Regions from separate parts of the Mus musculus genome. Here region 2 is linked to region 1. A link is a contact called in public promoter capture Hi-C data. All regions are on one chromosome and are shown on one strand. Each heading gives the region's core, a stretch centred on a gene start, on an enhancer-like site or on the middle of the called end of the contact. The rest is flanking DNA. Distances are from core to core; before and after follow the strand shown. Region 1 overlaps Atp6v1h (ATPase, H+ transporting, lysosomal V1 subunit H). Region 2 holds the start of Npbwr1 (neuropeptides B/W receptor 1).

Region 1 (7,216 bases), core at 1,011-3,510:
CCACTTCCCTACCCACCCATTCTCATTTTTTTGGCCCTGGCGTTCCCCTGTACTGGTGCATATAAAGTTTGTGTGTCTGATGGGCCTCTCTTTCCAGTGATGGCCGACTAGGCCATCTTTTGATACATATGCAGCTAGAGTCAAGAGCTCCGGGGTACTGGTTAGTTCATAATGTTGTTGTACCTACAGGGTTGCAGATCTCTTTAGCTCCTTGGATATGTTCTCTAGCTCCTCCATTGGAGGCCCTGTGATCCATCCAATAGCTGACTGTGAGCATCCACTTATGTGTTTGCTAGGCCCCTGCATAGTCTCACAAGAGACAGCTATATCTGGGTCCTTTCAGCAAAATCTTGCTAGTGTATGCAATGGTGTCAGCGTTTGGAAGCTGATTATGGGGTGGATCCCTAGATAAGGCAGTCAGTCTCTAGATGGTCCATCCTTTTGTCGCAGCTCCAAACTTTGTCTCTGTAACTCCTTCCATGGGTGTTTTGTTCTCAATTCTAAGAAGGGGCACAGTGTCCATACTTTGGTCTTCATTCTTCTAGAGTTTCATGCATTTGACAAATTGTATCTTATATCTTGGGTATACTAAGTTTTGGGCTAGTATCCACTTATCAGTGAGTACATATTGTGTGAGTTCCTTTGTGATTGGGTTACCTTGCTCAGGATGATGCCCTCCAGGTCCATCCATTTGCCTAGGAATTTCATAAATTCATTCTTTTTAATAGCTGAATAGTACTCCATTGTGTAAATGTACCACATTTTCTGTATCCATTCCTCTGTTGAGGGGCATCTGGGTTCTTTCCAGCTTCTGGCTATTATAAATAAGGCTGCTATGAACATAGTGGAGCATGTGTCCTTCATACCGGTTGGGACATCTTCTGGATATATGCCCAGAAGAGGTATTGCTGGATCCTCCGGTAGTACTATGTCCAATTTTCTAAGGAACCGCTAGATTGATTTCCAGAGTGGAGTACTGGTTAAATGGGAAACTCAAAGAAAGGTGTAAAGAAGTATGGATGTTTGCAAATATCATGTACTTTCTTCATGTCTCTTTGTCTAACTCAGAATTTCTTAGAAAAATCAACGGAAAGAGAAACTCGCCAAGAGTATGCTCTGGCTATGATTCAATGCAAAGTACTGAAACAGTTGGAGAATTTGGAGCAGCAGAAGTATGATGATGAAGATATCAGTGAAGACATCAAATTTCTTTTGGAAAAACTTGGTGAGAGTGTCCAGGACCTTAGGTGTGTTATCATCTTCATCATTGTCACATAATTACTTGTGATAGCTCATTCTGTAGCCCTGGCTGCCCAGGAACTCCCTGTGTAGACTTGGAACTCAGAGATCTGCCACCTCTGCTGGGCTAAAGATGTGTACCACCTGTCCTGGCATTAACATGCTTTTTAAAATTGCCATATACTAAATCTCTTGAGATTTGTTTGACCTTGAACTCCTGGACAGAAGTGATTCTGCCTCAGTCTCTTTAGTGGTTGGACACTATTGGTGTGTGTGGTTGGTTATATAACTTTTAAAGAAACTTTGAATTGATTACAAAGTATGAAAATCATATTTTCCTACAAATTCTGTTTTCTGCTGAAACATTCTACATTGTTAACTGTAGCTTAGAGCATTTGGCTATTCTTACTTGGAGAGATTCCTATCATTCTTTATAGAATACTAGTTGAGTGATATGTATATTTTATCATATCATATGTATATCTGTTTTCATTATTAGGCTTAGGATATGATTATTTAAAAATGCTAGTTTACTTAAACTCACTTGTCTGCATTAAGTAACTATTCAAACAGGATATTCTTGTCAATGTACCCTCTCTATCCTGGTTAAACTGAATTGTCTGTCAACATTAATGGTTCCATCTTTTAAAATTTTACTTGAAAGTAAGTCCAAGCATGTCTTGATACAGTCTGTTTAGTGGCTCTATTAGCTATTTTTCTCATTCTGCTACTCACACTGAATGTCAGTAGTGTTAATCCCAGCAAATGAGAGTAAAGATCATTACCCAAAATCTTTGGCCAAATTAAGCAAGCTTTATTTTCTGTCAGACATGGCTAACTTCCTAAAGCAGGGTTTGAAAAAAAAAAATAGCATTTAACATAGGAAAAGTAGGCTTTATATAGTCTAAAAAACTACAAGGCTAGGGAATTTTCAGGGGTTGGGAGATTTCCAGAGGGATTTTGGTTACACCAGAGCTTGGCTGAACATTGCAGAATGATTTGGCAGAACATCTTAGCATCTGGGTACATTCAAGGTATGAATCAAACTCCAGAGGGTGGGGGTCATGTCAGATTCCAGCAACAGGCTAAAGCACAGTCAACTTGAATTTTGCTGTACAAAGAAATGAACTTACCTAATCTTATAACAAAAATGGTCCATCCTTAAGTTGGAGTCAGGCTGGTCAATCAATTCCTGTAATAAAATTTCCTGACAAAGGATAAAAGTTTGTTTATTTTAACTCAGTTCCAGAGTGTGTGCCTTCTTTTCTGGTGTAGAGGTTATGGTGGCTGGAGCTTGTGACAGCTGATCATATTGTATCTGCAGTCAGGAAATAGGAAAGGATGAATGGTTGTGCTTCTGTCACTTTCTCCTCCTTATGCAGTCCAGGACCCAGCATAGGGATGAGTGCCATTTAAAAATGCACACATCTTTGTGCCTTGTCTTCATTGCTTTCTTGTTGCTGTGATAAAGTAATAAAATACCCTGACAAAAGCAATTTAAGGAAGAAAGTATTTATTTATGTTAGCTTACAGTTGTCAAGGGATAAGAAAGTCAATGATGAGAACGACTTGGGAAGGCAGCAACAGGCGTCTGGTGGGTCACATTACATCTGCATTCAGAAAGCAGACAGTGAACAGGAAATTTGAATCTGAAAAGCCTCTAGGTACATCTTCAGTAACCTACTTCTTCCAAGACTCCACCTTGTAAAGATCCCACAGTCATCTCAGACCGCACCCCTACCTAGGGACCAAGTGTTAAAGATGAGACTAAATGGGCCGTTTAACATTCACACCAGAAACTTCAAATCAAGTTGACAAATCCACCCACAGTAAATAAACCACACTTAAAAACAACCAAGTTACATACAAGTTTAGTTACTGAGTTTTGAATTACAATGTATTGAGTTTGTTAACATATAGAATTTTTGTTTTAATTTTGAAAGATTATTTCCACAAGTCATGTTTATATTAATAGTCATACTTAGTATTATATGAATACATGTGTGATACTGTTTTGTGATATAATAAGATATCTGCTTTTTACATATATTTACAATAATATATCTACTGACTTGGCAAATTACACTGCTATGACTCTCAGGGTAGAAATTGTCTATTTTCTAAAATATACGAATACATATTCATATATTAATTGGGAATAAAGATTTTGGTAGCAAGTAAAGATTTTAATATTCACACCAAACATTCAACTTTGGCAATGTTGGACCTTAGTTTCTATGATTTGTTGGTGATTAAACTGTTGAAGTTTATATAGTAGTGGTTAATATTTAGAGGGCAGTGAGTCATTGTAGTTGTTATTCTTGTTATTTTTTGAAACAGGGTCTTAACTATGTAGCCTTGTCTGACCTAGAAATGGGTACATAGATCAAGTTGGCCTTGAACTAACAGGTCTGCCTGCCTCTGCTTCTTGAGTGCTGGGATTCTAAGTGTGTATAAAGACCAGACTCAGTCTTTGTAACTAAGTCATATTTTAATTTGCTTAATTTTGTAGTAGCCCTTAGATTCTTATAACTGGAATTTTAAAATAATTTTATAGCTCATTTGATGAATACAGTTCAGAACTTAAATCTGGAAGATTGGAATGGAGCCCTGTACACAAGTCTGAGAAATTTTGGAGAGAAAATGCCGTGAGGTTGAATGAGAAGAACTATGAACTCTTGAAGTAAGTTAGGATCCCATGTTCTGCTCTATAATTATACAGATCTTCATTAACATTTAGCTTTGTTATTAGGTGCTCTGTCATTTTCATTTATGTTTACTTGCTAAGTAATGTGTTGAATACTTTTTATGCTTTTGATCAGTTAGGTGTTAATCTTTTCCAAGAGAAGTACCTGTCAATTTGATAAACTTTTTTTTTAATGAGAATGTGATATTCTGAGCATGATTTTTTGTCATGTATTCATTGAGACTATTTTACCTTTTGTTTCATGCCATTTTACTATTTAACTGTGATCTTGATAAACACAAGCTATTGATTTTAAGAGTCAATCTCCTAATATTTCTGTATATGGCTAGTGCTTTTCTTTGTCTTGGTTAAGATTTTGCCTACCAAGGGCAAAGAGATATCCTTGTATTTTTTTGTTTTGATCTTTTTTTCTGTGGTACTGGGATTAACCCTAGGACCTAGACCATTGCCAGGTAAGTTTTCTACTCACTAGGCTATATTCCATCTTTTTTAAAAAAAAGTTTTTCTCTTTCCTTTCTTCTTTTTTTCCTTTTCCCCTTTTCCTCAGTGTCCCCTTTTTTCCTGTAGCCTAGGCCTGACCTGGAACTCATGACAGTTCTCCTGACTCAGCCTCCCACATGCTGGAATTACAAGTGTGTGTTACGGATCTCTGCCTGCTTGTTCTTCTCTTCCTTTCTCTTTTGGAAGATCCTTACTAAATAGTATTTCCAAGGTTGGCTATGGCAATGAATAATTAATTAATTAATTATGTAACAGTTTCTACATTGAAACAACCTATTAATTGATATTTACACAATGAAGGTACCTTTTTTTTGTTTTGTTTGTTTGTTTGTTTTTGTTGTTTGTTTTTCAAGGCAGGGTTTCTCTGTATAGCCTTGGCTGTCCTGGAACTCTCTTTGTAGACCAGGCTGGCCTCAAACTCAGAAATCCACCTGCCTCTGCCTCTTGAGTGCTGGGACTAAAGGTGTGCGCCACCACGCCCGGCGAAGGTACCTTTTTATGCTATTTTATTCATAGCTTTGTTGTTTGACCTTATATTTTGGTCTCCAATGTATCCAAAGTTATGGTCATGAATTATGGTTGTGAAGTAGAAATCAACATTTACCCTTTATGTAATATCTAATTGAAAATTGTACTTCTTAGGTTAGGGGTCTGACTCAATGGCTACAAGTGGTGCTTGCCGCACAGCCATTAGTATCCCTAGCACATACATAAAAAGCTGGGTGTGGTCCATGCACCTTTAACCTCCATTGTGGTGTGATCAGGGGTGGCAGGGTGGACCGACAGGAAGATTCCTAGAACTTACCAGCAGACAATGTAGCCAACAAAACAAAACAAAACAAAACAAAACAAAACAAAACAAAAGCTCAGCAAGTCTATGTTCAGTGAAAGATTGTTAAGGGAATAAGGCAGAGAGTGATAAGAGAAAGATACCCATATGGCTGTCTCTGGTCTCTGGGCTTGTATGCACACACAATTAAAAGACCAAAATAGCATTTCCGTTTGGGTTCTGTAGCTTTGTTCTCTCATGATAACATGACTAAATGTATATTCCTTCCTTTTGAATTGAAATATTTATATACTATAATCTATTAAAAATATAATTCAGTGAATTTTTAGTATATTTACAATAGTGTAGGACTTCTAGTAATCAAAGTTTTGAAACATTTTTGTTACTTCAAAAAGATATTTCAGTGCCCCTAGTTATTACCTTTCCATACAACTCATTTGTTTAGCCTTAACTAACCTTTCGTCTGTTTTATGTTTCTATGAATTTGGTTATTACAGAAATCTTATGTAAATGTAAGAATCTATTTGTCTTTAAAATCTTCTATTAAATATCTGACAAATTTTGTACATATTTAGTGCATTCTGATTGCTCATACCATCACCCTGTCTTTTTTCCCTCTCATCTCTAACTCACCTATCTCCTTTGTACAAATCCCTTTCTCCCCATCATGTTCTTTTTGTCCTTTGGATACTGGTATCTTTCATTTAACCGTGTATTCATGGTTCATCCAAGTTGAAGCGCTTGTGAGTACGTATTCCTTCATATAGATGAATAGTACTCCAGTGTACATACAAGACTGTTGATTATTTTAATGCACAAGCTTGATTCCACTAGTAGTACTTACTGTACAAGTTGATATGGGAACATATATTTTCATATATTTTGCTTGAGGCAGCTAGTCATATTGCATTTGCAGTCAAGAAGTAGGAGGAAGACTGGGAGCTTGGAGAGATGGCTGAATATTTAGGAACACTAGTTGCTCTTCCAGAGGACCCAGATTTAATTCCTAACATCCACATAATGGCTCCAGTTCCAGAGGATTGACTGCTCTCTCCTGGTGTCTGCAGGCAGTGGGTGCACATGTAGACAAAATACCCAAACACATTTAAAAAAAAATCAGAAAACAAAATAAAAGAGAGGGATGAATTCTTTGTTCAGCCTACTTTTCCATTTTTTATGCAATCCAGAATTCCAGCCTAGTAGTGGGATGCTGAGTCTTATTTAGCTCTTTGTAGAATTGGCAAACTAGTTCCCAAAGTGGCTGTACAGCTTTATATTCCTACCATCATTATATAAGAATTCTGGTTTCTGGGCTGGAGAGATGGCTCAGTGGTTAAGGGCTGACTGCTCTTCCACAGGTCCTGAGTTCAATTCCCAGCAACCACATGGCGGCTCATAATCTTCTGTAATGTGATAGGATGCCCTCTTCTGGTGGGTCTGAAGATAGCAACAGTCAGTATACTTGCATACATTAAAAAATAAATAAATGAATAAATAAAAAGGGATTCTGGTTTCTGTACCTTTTAACCAAAATTGGGGATTGAATCAGGGCTTTATTCATACTAGGCAAGCTCTGTACTATTGAACACTGAGACTTATAATTATTTGGATATGGGCTTTATATTTTAAGAATTTTAGGATATGTAGTTATATTTCATTGCCACCCCCTCCCACACACACTGGGATTTATTGCCTGGTGGTTAATTATCTCAAGTATCTTTTACTGATCTTTTGTCTGTCTTCTAAGGAAAAGCACCTATTTCAATCTTGGCTTCTATTTTTTTTTTTTCTTCTTTTAAAATTGGGTTGCCTTTTGGTATTTTGTTGTAAGAGTTCTTCATACAGATGCCCCTTAATTTATAATGGAGTTGCATATTAAGAAACTTCATTGTATGTTGAAAATTTATTTAAACACTTAAGCACCAGTCATTATAGCTTTAGTAACACAGTGCACTGTTGACAGTCAGTTGTTACCCTTA
Region 2 (6,783 bases), core at 506-3,005, 780 kb after region 1:
TTCTTGTCAGTCACAGCTAGGTTCTAGCCCCCTTCACCACCACCACCACACCACCACACCACCATACCACCACACCACCACACCACCACACCACCACACCTCCACACCACCACACCTCCACTCTAACACACACACACACACACACACACACACACACACATCTCCAGTGAGGCGTGGCCAGGCAGTTAGAGTGTTCCTAAGAAGCATCAGGCCAGGCTGTTTACCAGGGAGGTCATCCGTGGTGGAAAGCAAAGAAACAAAATACACAGACTTAACGCTGAGGAAGAGATGCCTGGGACATCCTAGGAGCCTACTCACAGTGAAATAGAGAGAGAATTAAAATCACGTTCCAACAACACTGCCCCACCATTTACCCTACGTTCAGGTGTCAAGCCCTGCCCTCAGCTGTGGGGACAAAATAGTAAGGTGCCCTGGCCCAAGCTGTCCTCAGGCATGCTACACACCAGCCTCACCTCAAGGCCGGGCAAATCCCGGATCAGTCCTGGTTAGGGCCTGTGGTATCAGTCCTGGGTAGGGCCTGTGGTACTGAATGCCTGGAATGGGCCTCAGGATTTCGGGCTGCACTTGGGAACCACAGTCCCGGAATTCTCCTGAACCCAGCTGGCAGTGCTGCCTGCGGTGGAAAGAGGTGGAAAGGGCATCAGGCTGAACGGCATGACACCAATTGCCGGAGGCTTCTGCGGAAGCTGTCGTCCAGGAAGGCATAGAGGAAAGGGTTGAGGCAGCTGTTAGCATAGCTCAGGCTGGTGATGAAGTAAGAGATGCCGATGACCAGCGGCGTTTGCGGGAGGTCGGTGGTGAGGGCCACTATGGTACTCAGGTGATAAGGCGTCCAGCAGAGGAGGCACACAGCCAGAATCGCCGCCACCAACAAGGTCACGCGCTTCTTGGCACGATCCAGGGCCTTGGCGTGGCTATCTAGCTGGATAGCACGCAGTCGGCAGAGCAGAGTGGTATAGAGAGCACAGATGGTGGTCACCGGGATGGCAAAGCCCAATACTAGTGTGTAGAGACGGCTGGCACGCCACCAGAAGGCCTCGGGCTGCGGGAAGACCAGCACGCACTGGCGCCGACCCTGCTCCTCGTCCAGCCGAGCGAATACCGCAAAGGGCAGCACGACCAGCGTCACCAGCGCCCACACCGCCAGACTGACAGCACGCGCTGCACCGTAAGTGCGCCCGGACACCCGGCGCGACTCTGCTGTGGCCAGAACCACCAGGTATCGGTCGGCGCTCATGACGGCGAGGAAGTAGAGGCTAGAGAAAGTGTTGTACTGGTCGACGGCTACAATGAGCTTGCACATGACCTCCCCGAAGGGCCAGCGCCTCAGCAGGAAGTCCGCGATGTTGATGGGCAGCACGAGGGTGAAGAGCTCATCGGCGATAGCCAGGTTGAGGATGAACACGTTGGTGACAGTCTTCATGCGCGGCGTGCGCAGCAGTACGTACAGCACCGCAGAGTTGCCAGCCAGTCCCACGGCGCAAATTACCCCGTAGACGACAGGCACTGCTACCGCCAGTGGCTGCGGCAGCGGCAGAGGAGCCAGGCTGGACCCGTTGGGACAGCCCAAAGATGAGCCGCCGCAAGACACGTTGTCCCCTCCAGACTCGAAAAGCGTTAAGTTATGCATCTTGGAGAGGGCTGGAGAGCAGGCGACCACCAGGATTCCACTCAGCAGCCCCGCGAAACTCGAGGTTTATGCGCCCACGTTTACAGGGATCTGCACCCAGGCACTGCCTGAGTGTCACAGCTTTTCTCTGGATGCGCACCGGAGGGGGCGTTCCCCGCTGCTACTAAGCTCGCTGACGCCGGGACTCCAAGGCTGGAGACAGAATTGAAAACACAGCTTACATTTCTGGAGGTATAGCTTTAAGGAGAAATGAGGTCCATAGAAAGTAGCTACAGTGTCCCAAGCTCTTCTCTCCACCTGTGGAAATCAGATTCCAGTCCACTGAATACATCAAAGTGCTATGCAGAAGCCACTTGACTCCTAGGAAACCGTAAATGCACCCAATCCCCTGTTTTAGAGCTTAAGGAATTCACACTGAGGTCACACCGGCGAATTCAGCAGAGGTGTGTTTCCGAGCACGCTAGATAATAGGACTTGCAACAGCAATCTTTATCTTACCTGGCGAGTCCCAGCAAAGATCTGAGTTTCCTGGGGAGGTCAGGGAGGAACCCACTGTCTGCTGGAGGACGCTGCAGCAGCAATGAGATGCCTGCCAGCCTAGTCTGTCTCCTGTTGTCTGCCCAGAGACTACTGCTGGACTCTCCAGGAGTTCTCCCAAGAACCTGAAGTACAGGAAGCGCGGCTCAGTCAACCTGTCACCCTTTCCCACTCCACTCCTAGAAAAATCCTCTGATCTAACAGAAAACAGCGCCCCCTTCCTCAAAAGACTTCTTTGCTGCCTTCCTGCTGTTTTAATTCAGTTCATCTGGAATTATAAAAAGCTCACCTGTCAGAAACTAAAACTAAGAATGACAAAGTTAAAAAAAATAATATCCTGTTTTTGAAGAACAGTTGGAGATGAGGTTCCCATAACATGTTTTATTTCTTTATTATATGTATCATTATTTAAATCAATGTTAAAATTAAATTTATTTTGATCGTAGTCTTCCCCTACCCCAAGTCGTCTAGATCCTCTCTCTACCCACCCAACTTTAAGCTCTTTCTCAAAACAAACAAGAACAAAACCAAACACAACAAAAACTCCCAAATCCAAGAAAATAAAATAAAGAAACACCTAAACAGAGAGAGAAAAAAACCCACTAAACTGTAATCAAATAAAACCATAAACATACAAAAGCAAAACTGTGGAGATCATTAAATGTTGATCAACTATTCTTGAACATGAGTCCTGCCCTGGAAGAGTTGATAAATCCAATATCACTGTATTGGAGAAAACTAATTCCCCCTTTTACAGCAGGTATAATTGACAATTTAGTTGTTAACCCTTCCTCTAGTGACTGGGTTTTCATTAGTGCATTCATATTCATTTTAGAAAATATAACAAAACAAAATATAAAGCAAAAACTGTCACATTAAAGTTGGACAGGATGAATCAATAGAAGGAAACAAATCCAAGAGAAGGATTTAGAGACTCTCTCATTTGCACACCCAGAAATCGCACAAAAACACTAATCTAGAAGCTAGAATATATTTGATGAGGACATGGTACAAACCTGCACAGTCTGTGTGCATATAACTAAGGTATATAAAGACTCCTTCTGCCTGTTTTCCTGAGTTCTGAATGGAGGAGGCATCCCACTTAGACCTAAGTGCTCCCTCACCCTCTCTCTTTCTCTCTTTCTCTCCCTCTCCCTCATTCCCCCTCCCTCCCTGTAGCAGGAGCAAAATTCTATATAGCAGATTATCATTGAGTCATTTTTATTGCTACATATTTCAGACAAGTATTATTTGGTTTTACCTCACGCCCCTGAACTATCTAGTGTCTGATTCTTGGTCAACCAAGCAGGGTTAGGTATGGGTTGCATCTCTTAGAATGGGCCTTAAGTAAATCAGTTATTAGTTTATTACCACCACAACCTTTGTGCCACTGTTGCCCTAGCATTGCTCACAAACATTACACCATTGTAGATCAAAGGTTTTGTGGTTTGACCTTTATATTTCTCTTTTGGTAGCATTCAGAGTACCTTCTTGTACCAAAGACACTAGAACACAGATGTGGATGCTTTATTTAGGCACCTCATGACATCTCCATGTTCAAGGAGTTATGTAGTGTTGCCCTCAGCAATGGGACCTTGCTCTTGGTTTATGAAGAGCAATCCATAGTCTTGGCAATAGCCTAGGTTGTTTGGGAATTTCCATGTGACACCTTTGGCCAAAATCTCAATTAGATGTAATCCAATCCTGGTACTAGAAGTTTTGTTTCATGACAAGAGATGGCCAATTGGAACTCTCTCTTCCCCAGTATTTGCTTATTTTGTTTAGATTGTCTTCATATATATATATGTATTTTAGGAAATTTCTATTGTATTAGGTTTCTATACAAATGCTCCTTAATTTTAATCTCCTCTTACTGTATTCCCTCCCACAACCACTTATGCCCTTCCTTGATCCTCTCATTCTACCACCCCTATCCATCTAAAATTATCTATTCTACTTCCCTTCCCTAAAGAGATATATCTGCTCCCTCCACCTCCTTCCTCTATGCCTATCCACTAGGATTCTGCTGATTGTACCTTGGTTATCATTGACTTATATGCTAATATAATAATGAATACATACCATATTTATCTTTCTGGTTCTGGGTTTCCTCACTCGGGATGATGATGATTTTTTTTCTGTGTTCTTATTTTTTAAATTTTATTTATTGATATATATATGTAAGTGCACTGTAGTTATCTTTAGACAAACCAGAGGAGGGTGTCAGATCTCATTCTGGATGGTTGTGAGCCACCATGTGGTTGCTGAGATTTAAACACAGAATTTGGAAGATCAGTCAGTATTCTTTTTTTTTTTTTTTAATTATTAGGTATTTTCCTCGTTTACATTTTCAATGCTATCCCAAAGGTCCCCCATACCCAACCCCCCAATCCCCTACCCACCCATTCCCCCTTTTTGGCCCTGGTGTTCCCCTGTACTGGGGCATATAAAGTTTGCAAGTCCAATGGGCCTCTCTTTGCAGTGATGGCCGACTAGGCCATCTTTTGATACATATGCAGCTAAAGACAAGAGCTCCCGGGTACTGGTTAGTTCATATTGTTGTTCCACCTATAGGGTTGCAGTTCCCTTTAGCTCCTTGGGTACTTTCTCTAGCTCCTCCATTGGGGGCCGTGTGACCCATCCAATAGCTGACTGTGATCATCCACTTCTGTGTTTGCTAGGCCCCGGCATAGTCTCACAAGAGACAGCTATATCTGGGTCCTTTCAGCAAAATCTTGCTAGTGTATGCAATGGTGTCAGCATTTGGAAGCTGATTATGGGATGGATCCCTTCATATGGCAATCACTAGATGGTCCATTCTTTCGTCACAGCTCCAAATTTTGTCTCTGTAACTCCTTCCATGGGTGTTTTGTTCCCATTTCTAAGAAAGGGTAAAGTGTCCACACTTTGGTCTTCATTCTTCTTGAATTTCATGCGTTTGGCAAGTTGTATCTTATATCTTGGGTATCCTAAGTTTCTGGGCTAATATCCACTTATCAGTGAGTACATATTGTGTGAGTTCCTTTGTGATTGGGTTACTTCACTCAGGATGATACCCTCCAGGTCCATCCATTTGCCTAGGAATTTCATAAATTCATTTTTTAATAGCTGAGTAGTATTCTATTGTGTAAATGTACCACATTTTCTGTATCCATTCCTCTGTTGAGGGGCATCTGGGTTCTTTCCAGCTTCTGGCTATTATAAACAAGGCTTCTATGAACATAGTGGAGCATGTGTTCTTCTTACCGGTTGGGACATCTTCTGGATATATGCCCAGGAGAGGTATTGCGGGATCCTCTGGCAGTACTATGTCCAATTTTCTGAGGAACCGCCAGACTGATTTCCAGAGTGGTTGTACAAGCTTGCAATCCCACCAACAATGGAGGAGTGTTCGTCTTTCTCCACATCCTCGCCAGCATCTGCTGTCACCTGAGTTTTTGATCTTAGCCATTCTGACTGGAGTGAAGTGGAATCTCAGTGTTGTTTTGATTTGCATTTCCCTGATGAATAAGGATGTTGAACATTTTTTTCAGGTGCTTCTCTGCCATTCAGTATTCCTCAGGTGAGAATTCTTTGTTCAGCTCTGAGTCCCATTTTTTAATGGGGTTATTTGATTTTCTGGAGTCCACCTTCTTGAGTTCTTTATATATATTGGATATTAGTCCCCTATCCGATTTGGGATAGGTAAAGATCCTTTCCCAATCTGTTGGTGGCCTTTTTGTCTTATTGACAGTGTCTTTTGCTTTGCAGAAGCTTTGCAATTTTATGAGGTCCCATTTATCGATTCTTGATCTTACAGCACAAGCCATTCAGTATTCTTAACTGCTAAACCATTTCTCCGGCCCCTGATTTTTTTTCTAACCCAATATATTTACCTAAAAATTTCATGATTTTATTTTTTAATAGCTGAATTGCTAGTATTCTATTGAATGAATGTACCACATTTTTTATCTGTTGATCCATTAATAGATATCAGTGTTTTTTTAATTTTTGATAGAGAAGCAATGAACATGGTTGAGCAAATGTCTTTGTGGTAGGATAAAGTGTCTTTTGGGAATAGGCCCAAGAGTAGTATCTTGAAGCAGATCAATTCCCATCTTCCTGAGAAACCACCACACTGCTTTCCACAGTGACTGCGAAAGTTTGTAGTCTGAACACCAGTAGCTATGTCTTTCTCTTACTCCACATCCTCACCAGGATGGCCTGTCACCTGTTTTGCTGTTCTTAACCATTCTGACAAATGTGAGATGAAATCTCAAAGTAATTTTGATTTGCATATGACGAAAGGCTAGGAATATATAACATTTGTTTAAATGCATCTCAACCTTTTAAGTTTCTTCTATTGAAAATTATCTTAGACCTGTACCCCATTTTTTAAACTGAGTTGTTTGTTTTCTTAATATCCAACTTCTTGATATATCATATATATATATATATATATATATATATGATACTAGCTCTATTTTGGATGTATAGTTGGTTAAAAAAAAAAAAGCTTTCCCAATTCTACAGGTGGCTGCTTTGTCCAAATGATGATGTCCTTCTCAGTTTCATGAGATTTATTTATTATTTGTTGATCTTGGTGCTTGTGCTAA

Evidence for each region. Promoter capture Hi-C pulls out the DNA fragments that hold promoters and counts their contacts.
Region 2: a contact with region 1 is called in a promoter capture Hi-C map of embryonic stem cells, with 4 times the contacts expected there. The contact joins the promoter of Npbwr1 here to the enhancer-like site in region 1. A contact is called at or near these places in 4 of 39 promoter capture datasets (cranial neural crest, embryonic stem cells, hippocampal neurons and 1 more), 1 of 484 Hi-C or Micro-C datasets (embryonic stem cells), 3 of 115 datasets of contacts at active chromatin or transcription factors (embryonic stem cells and stem cell-derived neural progenitor cells) and 1 of 9 other capture datasets (embryonic stem cells).

Annotation. Positions count from the first base shown.
Region 1 is chr1:5,132,016-5,139,231 of GRCm38.p6, forward strand. Atp6v1h (ATPase, H+ transporting, lysosomal V1 subunit H) reads left to right here. Exons shown (of 14, transcript NM_133826.5): 10 at 1,069-1,247; 11 at 3,797-3,922. Among named protein-coding and RNA genes, the nearest start is that of Atp6v1h, 53 kb to the left of the region's middle. Within about 2 kb of position 2,261, at least 9 of the 459 cell types and tissues checked have an H3K27ac peak or open chromatin away from gene starts, as enhancers often do. A contact at or near this core is called in embryonic stem cells, where this site is marked.
Region 2 is chr1:5,915,643-5,922,425 of GRCm38.p6, forward strand. It overlaps Npbwr1 (neuropeptides B/W receptor 1), which reads right to left and starts at 1,756. Exons shown (of 1, transcript NM_010342.1): 1 at 1-1,756. The coding sequence starts at 1,651. The coding sequence ends at 662.